Linked DNA regions of Zea mays: region 1 is linked to region 2. Evidence: chromatin contacts called from public Hi-C data. All regions are on one chromosome and are shown on one strand. The core of a region is the stretch at or near the end of the contact, and the rest is flanking DNA. Distances in the headings are between cores, read along the strand shown. Region 1 holds the start of LOC100382689 (Drought and salt tolerance protein). Region 2 holds the start of LOC541988 (calcium-dependent protein kinase 10).

Region 1 (5,646 bases), core at 49-2,548, 260 kb after region 2:
CATGCTGTGGACTTTATAATAATACTCCCCCCAGCTTGCACGGAGCACAGGCTGTTATCCACCTACAGTACGTACAGATTGGGAATCTTGGTCCGAGTGACTGGCTTCCGTTTTTAGGAAAGAACCACCAGACGTATCAGGCTTGAATATTTAACGCAACTAGCAGTACTACATCTCTACTACTATAGTAGTACTGCGTACCCCGGGCCCCTTGTATCCACACATGTCAGTGGAGCTCAAATTTAGAGGTTTTTGAATGTATTAGAGCTAATAGTTATTGGCTAAAATTAGTTGGAGACAATCTAACACCCTAGCTAATAGTTGTTAGTTAATAGTTAGCTAGCTATTTGTTAGTTAATTAATTCCACTACCAATTTTTTAAGCCAAAACTAACTATTAGCCTTTAGCGCATTCAAACACCCCCTTAATGGTAAAAGTACTGATACTATTTATATTTCTAACTAATTTTGTTATAAAAAAATTATATTGCAACTGATCTAATGTTAATTACTTTATATTATGTTTTTATATCTTTTTATGTAAACTTAGTTGATGTTTAGTTTCTACAGAGTGATTTTTAGTCAGTCAAATTTATTCTATTTTGTTATATTTTATTCCATAAATTATTAAATACGTTTAGTTTTCGTATTTGATAATTTAGATAATAAAATAAAAGGCCTAAAAATCAGTCACACTCTATAGAAACCAATCACCCCTCTATTCAGAGTATAAACTGTTTGACTTTTTTTTTGAGAAAAACAAGACTTAAATATATTTTTGGAAAGAAAGCATATACTATTGCTTTCCTTTTAGGCTTTTACCGCCGCTACTGCCTGCTCCTGTTGCTGATGGTGGCCGGCCAGCCTCGTTTTCCCCGCGGGCCCCGCGGCGGGGGCACCAAATAATTGCTTGGTACTGGGGGAGATCTGACCCCGAGCTCCACTCCACCCCTCCTCCTCGCCTATGGCGCGGCACCATGTGGCCGGCCCGCCTCCCCTCGCCGCCCAATCGCCCGCGCCCGCACGCCTCGGCGACTGACTCGCGGGGCCCCCCTGCGACGGGACCCGGCAGACGGAGACCTCCACTCGCGCAGGCGCAGGCGCAGCACATATTCCCCGTCTGCTCGCGAGTGGGCTTGTCGTTTCGTCGGTCGATCCCCCCTTTCGATGTCCAGGGAGAGTTGAGAGTTCCCCTCATCCACTCGTGTGAGAATTCTCAGCTTTATTACGTGTTCATTCATCATATAATGCACTAGTACGCTGTACCCCTGAACAGCCTCCTCCTCCTCTCGTAGCATTGCAGTGCTAGGCTTGCAGTAGTACTCCCAGCGCCACCACTGTTTGCAAATATATATGTAAAAAAGGCACTAGCAGCAGTAGTACCTGAAGCTCCAAAAAAAATGATGCGCTGTTGTGCTGTGCTGTTGGCCTCCGCCTGGCCTAGTCCGCGTTTCCATATATAGAAAACCCACAGCTCTAGCTAGAGTGACCACCACCAGACCAGACTAGACCGCACTTCCCCTCACCTCTCATCAGCTCACCCTCACCAGCTCTCCCGTGTCGGCGTGCAACAGAACAGCCTCCTCCCAGCCTCGGTCAAGGAGTTTCATTTCCTCCTCCCAGGCTCCCACAGATATCCGGACATGGACGACGACTCCAGGTCTCAGGCGGCGGCGGCGGCTGACCTGTCGCTGTCCCTGGCGCCGACGCCAGCGCCTCCCGCGCCGCCTCCGCCGGGACCCGGGGGCGGAGGCGGCGTGGCGACGGCGTGCGTGGACGGCAAGGACGTGCGCCTGTTCCCCTGCCTCTTCTGCAACAAGAAGTTCCTCAAGTCGCAGGCGCTGGGGGGCCACCAGAACGCGCACAAGAAGGAGCGGAGCATCGGCTGGAACCCCTACTTCTACATGACCCCGCACCCGCAGCAGCCCAATGCGGCGCCGCCGAGCCCCACAGCCCCGCCCGCCTACGCCGCCGCCGCCGACTACGGCGTCGCGGGCGCGGGCGCGTCCGCGGGGGTCTTGGGCGGCCTCCTCCCCGCGTCGTCGTACGCGGGACACGTGTACGCCCCCGCCGTGCCGGTGCCGGCGCCGTTCCCCATCGCCTCGCACGGCTCCAGCGGCCTGCACTACAACTACTACGCGCCCCACGAGGCAGCGGCGGTGTCGGCGGGAACGGGGACAGGGACAGGGACAGGGACAGGCACGGGGGCGGGGACGGCCGAGGCCGGCGGCGTGGCCGTGCTGGCCCCCCGCGCGCGCTACGCCACGCACCAGCCGGCCGAGCAGCCCGGCGGCGCCGGCCGCGATGACATGCTCAACTGGAGGAGGGGCTCCCACGGCACCACCGCCTCGGCCGCCGTCACAGCCGCGTCCCCGGCCAGCACCACCACCACGCTCACCACCTCCTGCGCCGGCGCCGCCGACGGCGGAAGCAGCAACGACGACGACGACGACGCCGGGGAGCTCGACCTCAACCTCAGTCTCTAGCACTCCGATACGTCGTCTACCTACGCCACGCCAAGGTTGTTAATCATGTGCCGGCCTATCCGTACGATACGCGTGTCGCTTAATTAGCTCTCAGGTCTCAGTAGGCACGTTGATCACTCTCTCCCTCTGTCTATTCTCACCGTATGGTATGCCATGTTATTAGTACGTCTCGTCTCGTCGTCTCCCGTCCCTTCTGCCATGGCCCGATGAATTGTTGTTCATCTCTGTCCTGTTTTTTTCTTCTTCTTGAGGCTTTGTTTGTCCTCGCTGCGTTTGTTGGGGTTCGCCATTGCCTCGCGTGTATTGGGAGTTGGGACAGCTGCTGGTCCGGCGCGCGGCAGCAATCGGGCAACCAGTGAGGCAGTGACAGGCACACAATGCCCGCGCCACGGCGTCGCTGTTGAGCTCCTGCTCTCGCCATGGGCATGTCAAGTCAATGTTACTCCACGTTTTTTGTGCTGGTGCAGACCGTTCCGTTGCATCTACCGCTGTACTATATGCTGTACCACCTGATCGATCTGTCTACGCGTTACTTGTCGCCGTCGAGACGTACGCCGTCCGGCGGCCGGCACGGGCGGGGCCGGCGCTGAGGCCGGAGGCGGAGGTGGGGTCGCTGTGCATGCTGCCCGTAAAGGGAGCACGCCCAATCAATTTACTGATGCTATTTTGGTGGGGGTGCTCAGCCAGGGTACATGTACTCCTGTATATCCGCGTCCCATCTTGCTGGATCATGTTCAGGAACCGGATCCGTAGGAGTACTCAGAAAGTCAGAATTCAACTAAATATATATAAAAAATATGCTAATAGTAAGAACGCATGTACTCCCATGCTAATAAAGTGTTGTCTGATACTCCATCGACAGAAATATCTATATAATCGGGCTGAAAGTCAACATGGCATTTCTAGCGGTCTCAGTTCCTACGCTCTTTCTTTCTGATGTTCTCCGCTACTCTTTTTATACTTCGTCGCAACACGACAATATTTGACGTGTCTGGTAAAGAAACGGTGCACTTTTGTTGTGATATGCTAATATAACTTCACCACCATATCTACTCGATGGAGAGATGATCTCACATATCGGCTTCAATTATTCTGGTCGTATATCGCGTCAAAGATGTCACTATAGTCTTGCTCAGTGTAGCCCTTCGCTATGTCAAGCAGGTCTAAATGGATCGGGCTCATCCTCCCCTCTAGCGATGCCTGAATAACTCTCTCTCTCTGTCTATTCTAGCAACCCTCGGTAGGGTTATGGGGCGTTGCTCCTGCTAACCTCACTCATGTTCGTGCTTTTCTTTCGACACGCGTAACAAGTCATAACCCTTGCGGGGGACAACTATCTGAGCGATGGGAGATCGCTATCCTTCGACGCTTGTCACTCCCCCTTCTTTGCTTTGAAGCCTTGTTGAGGCAACCTCCAAGTGAATTAGAGCTCAAGTGAATCAGCGACGTTACACAAACCTATGCAGCTAACACTCAAGTGAAGTAGAGCTCCTAAAGCACATAAAAACCTAAAGCACACTATCACTGCTCAACTAGTAAAGTTGCACAAGCTAAACTAGAGAGAACAACAACTTAGCTACACAAGCTATGCAAAGGTACTAAGCTGCACGAACTTATAAGCACAAGCGATCAACTACTTTACTACATGAATAAGCTAGTCACAAGAACAATATTAAACACTATAACAAGTATAAAAACGCAAGAGCAAGCTAGTGTTAGGGATTTGCAAACTAAAGAGAACATAAATCACACTTGAGCTCTAGCACTCTAGCTAGGCCACTTGGCGCTATTTGTTCCTCCTCTACCAGCGTTGCTACTCTTTTCTCCCACGGGGTTAGCATGGTACCTTTCACAAAGCCTTCTCTATGCACAACTTTACATAGGCTTACACGAAGACCTCCAAACCATATAGGAGATGACAAACTTTAAGAGTAGGAAGCAGCACCGGCTTACAATTCGGTGACCTAGTGTCACTCAATGACTCAATGCAACGCACTAAAAATTGCTTTCACATATAGTTGGATGTGATCTCTAGCAATCTTATGTGAGTAGAAAGCTAAATCTAAGCATAGAACTCGGACAACACAACTCGAGAGCTTGAGTTGGGTCTGCCTTGTAACGTTGTGTGCCTTCCCTTTTATAGCTCAAGGGAGGCACATACAAGGATGCTGAGCCCTGACATGTGGGCCCAAGAGCATAATGGAAGGAATATATTATAGGAGTAACTAATGCAAGTAACGCCTGAGCAATCTCCGGGCGCCATGATGTCTGCAGTCCACACAGTATTGATATGCGGCGGCTGCTTCCTTGGTAACGTATGAGTAATGATGAGCGTAGTGCACGCGGCAGTATGGGCGTGCCGCCTGCCAGTGGAATGGACAGGCACGCCGCCTGCGGAATGGACAGATCGTCGCCTACCAGCGGAATGGACAGGTCTCATTAAATACAGAGGTGGCACACCACCTGCCAGTGGAATGGACAGACGGCGCGCCTTACCCTCAATAAATGCAGAGGCTGCGTAGCCCAGAGGCCTTATGTCAAGATCCGCCCGTTGGCTTACGTCACGTGCAGTAGGCCACGTGGCAGCATCGGATCTCCGCCTGGGCGGGGAGCAGAAGCGTATACGATATGGTTCGGATATGTGTCGGCTCCGGACCCCCGTGTGGCCTTGATTAAGGCCAGGGTATTCTGTGTCCTGGAATCCCCGGACCCTGCTGTGAGCGGCCCGGACCCCACACAGAGGGGTCCGGATCCCATCCCAGGGGTCCGGTTTGCGCCCGTGGGGTCCTGGACCTTACCCGGAGGCCTGGTCTGTATATACAGGGGTCCGGCACCTCCGCATGGGGTCTAGGCCCGCTGGTGATGTCCCAGAGTGTGCAGCTCTCTGGACATGCGGCGGTACCGGACCTACTCAGGTGGTGGGGTCGGTGCTGTTGCTGGCCCAGAGTAGTCGTCGGACGCTTGGATGAGTCATGGCCTGATACCACGTACAACCCTTTTACCACGCGACTACAGATAGCCGCGTGGGCACTATGCTTTTACTTGTTTTAGGGTACCGACAGTGACCTTTAATATAAAGCTTCCTTTATCGAAAATATGCTCTGTTTATGTACTGGAACTGCTGTTCTTGTATGCCATATAGTGAACAGTAATAAAAAAAC
Region 2 (6,059 bases), core at 2,698-5,197:
CGCTGCCGCGGGCCAGGCACGGCCCGTCAGCCTGCTAGTCGTGCCGGGCCGGCCCGGTGGCAATATGGCTCATCTGATTATATTGCATAATTTAGCAAAAAAAATGTGCAGTTTTGGGGTTTTGAACTCACAACCTAGTGCATAAGAGGTTTAAACGCATCCATCTAACCAGTGCAAATATAGTTTTATTATGTTATATGTTGAATTCTTATACTTAATATATGTAAACTATTATTTTTAAAATAAAAAATGTAACCGTGTCGTGCCCGTGCCAGCACTACGGGTCGAGATAGTGGCCCAGGCACGGCACTATAGCCGTGCCGTGTCAGGCACTGACACTATACTAACCGGACCGGATCGTGCCTGGACTGTGCTTTTTCGTGTCGTGCCTGGGCCGGCCCATCGTGTTAGTGCCAAATGGCCATCTATAGGTACGGTTAACCTTGCTGTAAACCCAACCCGAGTTATTGCCGAAGACTGTAGCTGTAGCGTCGGAGTCGGGCGACGCACGCTAACGGTAGCATCCGGGTTTGACGGAGGGACCACAGGTTTGTACGGCCTGGGAAGTCTCAGGAACGGCTAACCCGGCAACATGACCACCGCAGAATTCCGTCAGGACCATGCAACGTTTGTCGCCGCCAACTCCGGCAGTGCCGTGACCGTGCCATGCCGCGAGAGCGATAAATTCTCAGGCGGCTTGTTGGGCTCGGTGGCCGGAGAGCATGGCAGAATTCCGTTAGAGCTCGGTGGCCGGCGGACAGCCAGGTTTCAGGTCACCGACGTGCACGTGCACGGCATATAGCAGTAGCAGCAGCAGGCAGATATGGCACATGTGCTCCAGTGCACGCGACATGAAACAGAACCGTTTGGAACCAAGCAGCCAAACCGCTGCAGGGCCGCCTGTATGGCTATGGACTATGGCACATGTACACGTCTCCTGGCCCGCCTCAACTCGCATCTCATCAGCTCTCTATGCTACGGTGGTCTCTACAGCAACTGCACTGACATGCACTCAATTCAATCATCTACACCTACACGCAGGCAGCAGGGGAGCAGAGACAGAGAGGTCTAGGCCATCCTGAGCGCCTCCCTGAACCCGATACTGAAGCTGTTCTGCAGGTCGGCCTTCTTCGGGAGCACCCCCACCGTCGGCTTCTGCATCATCGCCACGAACTCGTTGTAGTCTATGCGCCCGTCCTGCAGCAGCAGGTCCAGAACAATTCAGACGCAGAGAAGAGAAGAGAAGAGAAGAAGGAACGAGGAGGAGGGGGGGCTGACGTACGTTGTCCTGGTCCACTTCCCCGATCAAGTCCTCCAGCTGGACGTCGCCCAGGCCGAACTCCTCGCACGCCACCTGCAGCTCGTCGGCGGTGATGTAGCCGCTGCCGTCCTTGTCGAAGTACTGGAACGCCGCGAACAGGTGGTCCTCCCGCTCCACCTTGTTCAGGTGCAGCGTGGCCGCGATGAACTCGCCGTAGTCGATCGTGCCGTTGTTGTCCACGTCCGCCTGCGCACCACGAACGAACGCAGCAACAGCAAGTTTTCCTTCAGCACTCGCAGTCACAGTGCCAGTGACAAGGACGGGAACAAGGTGCGGTGCGCTTACGGCTTGCATGAGCGCGTAGATCTCCGACTCCTGCAGGTTGGCGCCCACCTTCTCCAGCCCAACCTTGAGCTCCTCGAACGTGATCTGCCCGCTGTTGTCCGCGTCGATCATCTTGAACATCTCCCTCAGCCCGGCGATCTCGTCCTCCGACAGGTTCTCGGCGATCACCTGCAAAACAGAAACATGTATGTATATCAGGACAGATTGACAGGAAGCTGCTGCTGCTGCCTTCAACCATCTGCATGGATCTGTCTGTCCTGTCCAGACAAAAGCGACTTACCCTAAGAGCCATCTTCTTCAGCTTATTCATAGCCGAGAACTGCTTCATGCGAGACAGAACGGCCGAGTCCAGCGGCCTGTCAGGAGCCACTCCACCGACCTGAACCCACGGATGCCCTGAAAGACGGTACAGGACAGACAGAGACAGCACGCTTCAGCAAATACAGCAGCTACCGCCTACGGAGACTAATGGTTATGGCAAGCAAGTCAGGAGCTAGCTAGCTCACGTAGAACTTCGTGAGCGGTCAGTCTCTTCCTCGGGTCCCTGACAAGCATCCTCCTCACGAGATCCTTGGCGCCGTCGGAGATGCTGGGCCACGGCTCCGACTCGAAGTCCAGCCTCCCGTGCAGAACCTCCTCGAATATGCCCTGCTCGTTCTCTGCTCGACGACAAACAGGCGCGGTGAGAAGGAGATTGGCCAAGAAATCTGGCGTAATTAATGCTGTATCAGTTTCATCGGACTAGTGGAAAGTGCGTAGTGTTGCATTGCAGCACCTGCCCAGAATGGCGGCACTCCGCACAGCAGGATGTAGATGATTACGCCAGCGCTCCAGACGTCCGCCTCTGGCCCGTATCTCTTCTTCAGTACCTCCGGCGCCACGTAGTAAGGGCTGCCCACGACGTCGGTGAAGATTTGGCCTGAGGTAAGATTCAAGCGATTAAAGACATACCAATGCCGCCGCGACGAGTATTCTGAATTCTAATTCTAGCTGTGGTGAAAAATGGTCTCTAAATTGAGTAGCTGCAGATTTGGAATGATGAAAGGTTATGTGAAACTCTCACCAGGGCGAAAGAAGATGGAGAGTCCGAAGTCAATGGTCTTGAGAGCGGCCTCCTCCGAGTGGTCAGCGAAGAGGAAGTTCTCGGGCTTGAGGTCCCGGTGCATGACGCCCATGGAGTGGCAGGCCTCCACGACGCCGACGATGACGCGGGCGAGCTCGGCGGCCTTCCTCTCGGTGTAGTGGCCCCTCCGCACGATCCGGTCGAACAGCTCGCCGCCGCCGCAGAGCTCCATGACGAGGTGCACGGCCACGGCGTCCTCGTACGCGCCGCGGATGGCGACCACGCTGGGGTGGCCCGCCAGGTGGTGCATTATCTGGATCTCCCGCCGCACGTCCTCCACGTCGTCGTCGGTGGCCAGCTTGCGCTTCAGGATGGACTTGCACGCCAGCTCCTTCCCCGTGCCGCGCTCCACGCACAGGTGCGTCGTGCCGAACTGCCCCTGCCCGAGCCGCCGCCCCAGGCTGTACTTGTCCTTGAGGTTCTCCGTCTTCCGCCTCAGCACCGAGCCCACCAGCAGCCCGGCGCTCGACACGCGCTTCACCTGCGGACGCGGCCTGGGGCTGGGGCTGGGGCTGGCGTTGGCGGCGGCGGCGCCAGGCTTGGCGGCCATGGGCGCCGGCTCCGAGTGAGAGGCGGCGATCTTGACGGGCTCAGGGGCCTCGCTCTGCACGGCGGGCGCCGGCTCCGAGTGGTAGGCGCCGATCTTGACGGGCTCAGGGGCCTCGCTCAGCACGGCGATGTGGTGGTGCACGTCGGACGCCGGCTTCGGCAGCGCCGACTGCGACCGGCCCGGGCTGGCGCCGCCGGGGCCATTGGCGGCGGCGGCGGGCAGCGCGTCGCTGTCCTGCGGCGTCTTCCACAGCGCCGTGGACACGGACTGGAAGAAGCCGTTCATGGTGATGCTGGGGCCGACGCACGTGTTCCCCATCGCGGCGGCCGGGGACGAACACGAGGGCACGGAATCTCTACCGGATCCAAGAGCACGTACAGCCCCTCAGCTCCTCGAGCTCCGCCTCGGATCAGATCCCATGCCACTCTCGCCGCTTCGGTGTTCTTGATGATGAGCCCCACCAGGCTTTTGGACCTCGTCGCCCTGCCGGCGCGGCAGGTGGAGGAAGGAGCAGTCCAAGGCGACCACCCACAAGCCACCCCACAGATGCTAGAAACCAAATTGCTCAAGGCAAAGTGAGGGGTAGGAGGACCAGCTCTACAGAGGACTGAGGATTAGAGAGGCAAGTGGGGGCAGCAGCTCGACCATGATGACCATGATAGGCAGCTGGTAGCTCGAAGAAGAACAAGTGATGACGACGAGAGCATCCAGAGGGGAAGACAAAAGGGCAGCAGGAGCTGATGGTGTGGAAACGCGTGATCATCCCTCGCAGTCTCGCACTACGTGAGGGGGAGTGTGGACGCGACGGGCGGAGAAGCGAACAAAAAAGAGATCCATCCAGGAGGAGGCGGGGACGGGTACGCGCAGTTGGGGGGCAATGATTGGGTGGCTGGCTACTCGTGGGTGCCTAGCTGTTGAGTTTGACATGGCGCGGCGAGGAAAGAGCCGGAGCAGGAGCCGGGAGGAAGAGGGCGCGAAGTGGGGGGCGGCGAGGGGGCACGACGCCCGTGAATTGTTTTGTCCTGTTGCCCCGGTTCTTCCTTGATCGCGCGCGTGGGTGGCCGACCGACCGGGTCGCGCCGCTCCGCTCTGTGCAGAGTCCAAAGCGCGTCGCCGTCCCACCGGGCCTGGTAGCCAGCTTCTCTCCCTGCCGCGGCAGGTGTCGGCTAACATCCAAGCTTCAGCTGCGCCGGAAATATTCCAAATTAGGTCAATAGATGTCCAATAAGTACGAGGCCCGAGAGCCCGGCACGAAGCCCACTTTTTGGGCCCGATTATATGCGGGCCCGGGCCGGTCCGGCACGAATAAGCGGACCGGGCTCGGACAGGAAATTAGACACGGTGGGCTAGCCCGGCACGGCCCGTTTAGCTCTAAGCCCGCTTTTTTACACTAAAACGTGCTTTTTGGCCCGCATAGCCCGCTTTTCGGTCCGTTTTCTCGTGCTAAACGGGCCGACCCGACCCGTTTAGGCCCGTTACGGGCTGGACTCGGACAAGAAATTGAGCCTGCGTGCTTAGCCGGCCCGGCCCGGTTTTTTAATCGTGTCTGGCGGGCCGGGCTTCACCGGGCCCGGGCCGGGCGGCCCGTTTGGACATCTAATTTAGGTGCACGTCCGATTGCATAGGTGCCGAGCGGTAGCTTTCAGGAAGAAGAAGAACCAGTCAACCACACGTGAACGGAAAATACTCTGCTGCGAGGAGGACAACACAGCACCCGGCTTGACCACCCAACAGCTCATCATGAAAGACGAGTGAACAATCAATGCGTACGAAGGATTAGTTCGGATTCTACGCTGCACGTAGGGCTGGACAAAATACTCGTGGCTCGTCGGCTCGCTCGGTTCGTGACCAGCTCGGCTCGGCTCGGATCGGCTCGTTTAAATTTTTTCACGAGCTGAGCTGGCATCCTAGCTCGGTTCGTTAACGAGCCAGCTCGGTTTGTTAAAGAGCCAGCTCGCGAGCTAAACGAGCTATCACATTTCAGCAAAACAAAACTATATACATATCATGTACGTAATAATTGATGGATATGTTATATGTATGTGTGGTGTCTATAACCTATAAGTTAAACTAATGATTGATGAATTATGTCTATGTATGAATATGGTCTATGCGAATATAAGTGTGGGTTAAACTGCTAAACATGTGTGTGAATAGTGAATTGATGAGTGATAAGTGGTGTTAATTTGGTGTTATATTGATGCGGACTGTGAAACTATGAGTATAATTACTATTTTCTGTTGTTAAATTAGTTTAAAATTAACTAGAAATTGATTATTATACACATATTATTTTTTCTACTCTGGCTCGCGAGCTAAACGAGCCAGCTCGAGCTCGTAAACGAGCCGAGCCGAGCTGACTTTGTGGCTCGCTACCTTAACGAGCCGAGCCGAGCCAGCTCATTAGCTTAACGAGCCAGCTCGAGCTCGAACGAGCCGAGCCGAGCTGGCTCGATATCCAGCCCTAGCTGCACGTCTGACCTCGCTGGATGTAATGTACTGAACAAAAAAAAACGCATTTGAAATACTCCTAGTTCTGAACTTGTATTCACAAATACATTGCTTGCTCATAAGTCAAGTAGCAACACACGGCTTATTTCTATTATACGAATTTATCGTCTATTCTATCGATCCGATACAGTATAAACGCATTTACTTCTATATTTATTAATAAAATATATTATAGACACTACATTATATAATAGAGTCTCTCTTATTTTTTAAACCGTTTTGATGTCTCTCCACTATACATGTCCTTATACGACATGTAGGCCGACTCAG

Evidence for each region. A called contact is a pair of places that touch in the nucleus more often than the background predicts.
Region 1: a contact with region 2 is called in a Hi-C map of tassel, with 2.2 times the contacts expected there. The contact joins the promoter of LOC100382689 here to the promoter of LOC541988 in region 2.

What each region holds. Positions count from the first base shown.
Region 1 is chr5:5,228,199-5,233,844 of Zm-B73-REFERENCE-NAM-5.0, forward strand. It overlaps LOC100382689 (Drought and salt tolerance protein), which reads left to right and starts at 1,299. Exons shown (of 1, transcript NM_001175413.1): 1 at 1,299-2,675. The coding sequence starts at 1,643. The coding sequence ends at 2,485.
Region 2 is chr5:4,961,584-4,967,642 of Zm-B73-REFERENCE-NAM-5.0, forward strand. LOC541988 (calcium-dependent protein kinase 10) reads right to left here and starts at 3,948. Exons shown (of 7, transcript NM_001111639.2): 1 at 2,670-3,948; 2 at 2,382-2,525; 3 at 2,113-2,265; 4 at 1,887-2,002; 5 at 1,607-1,774; 6 at 1,283-1,507; 7 at 869-1,197. The coding sequence starts at 3,597. The coding sequence ends at 1,069.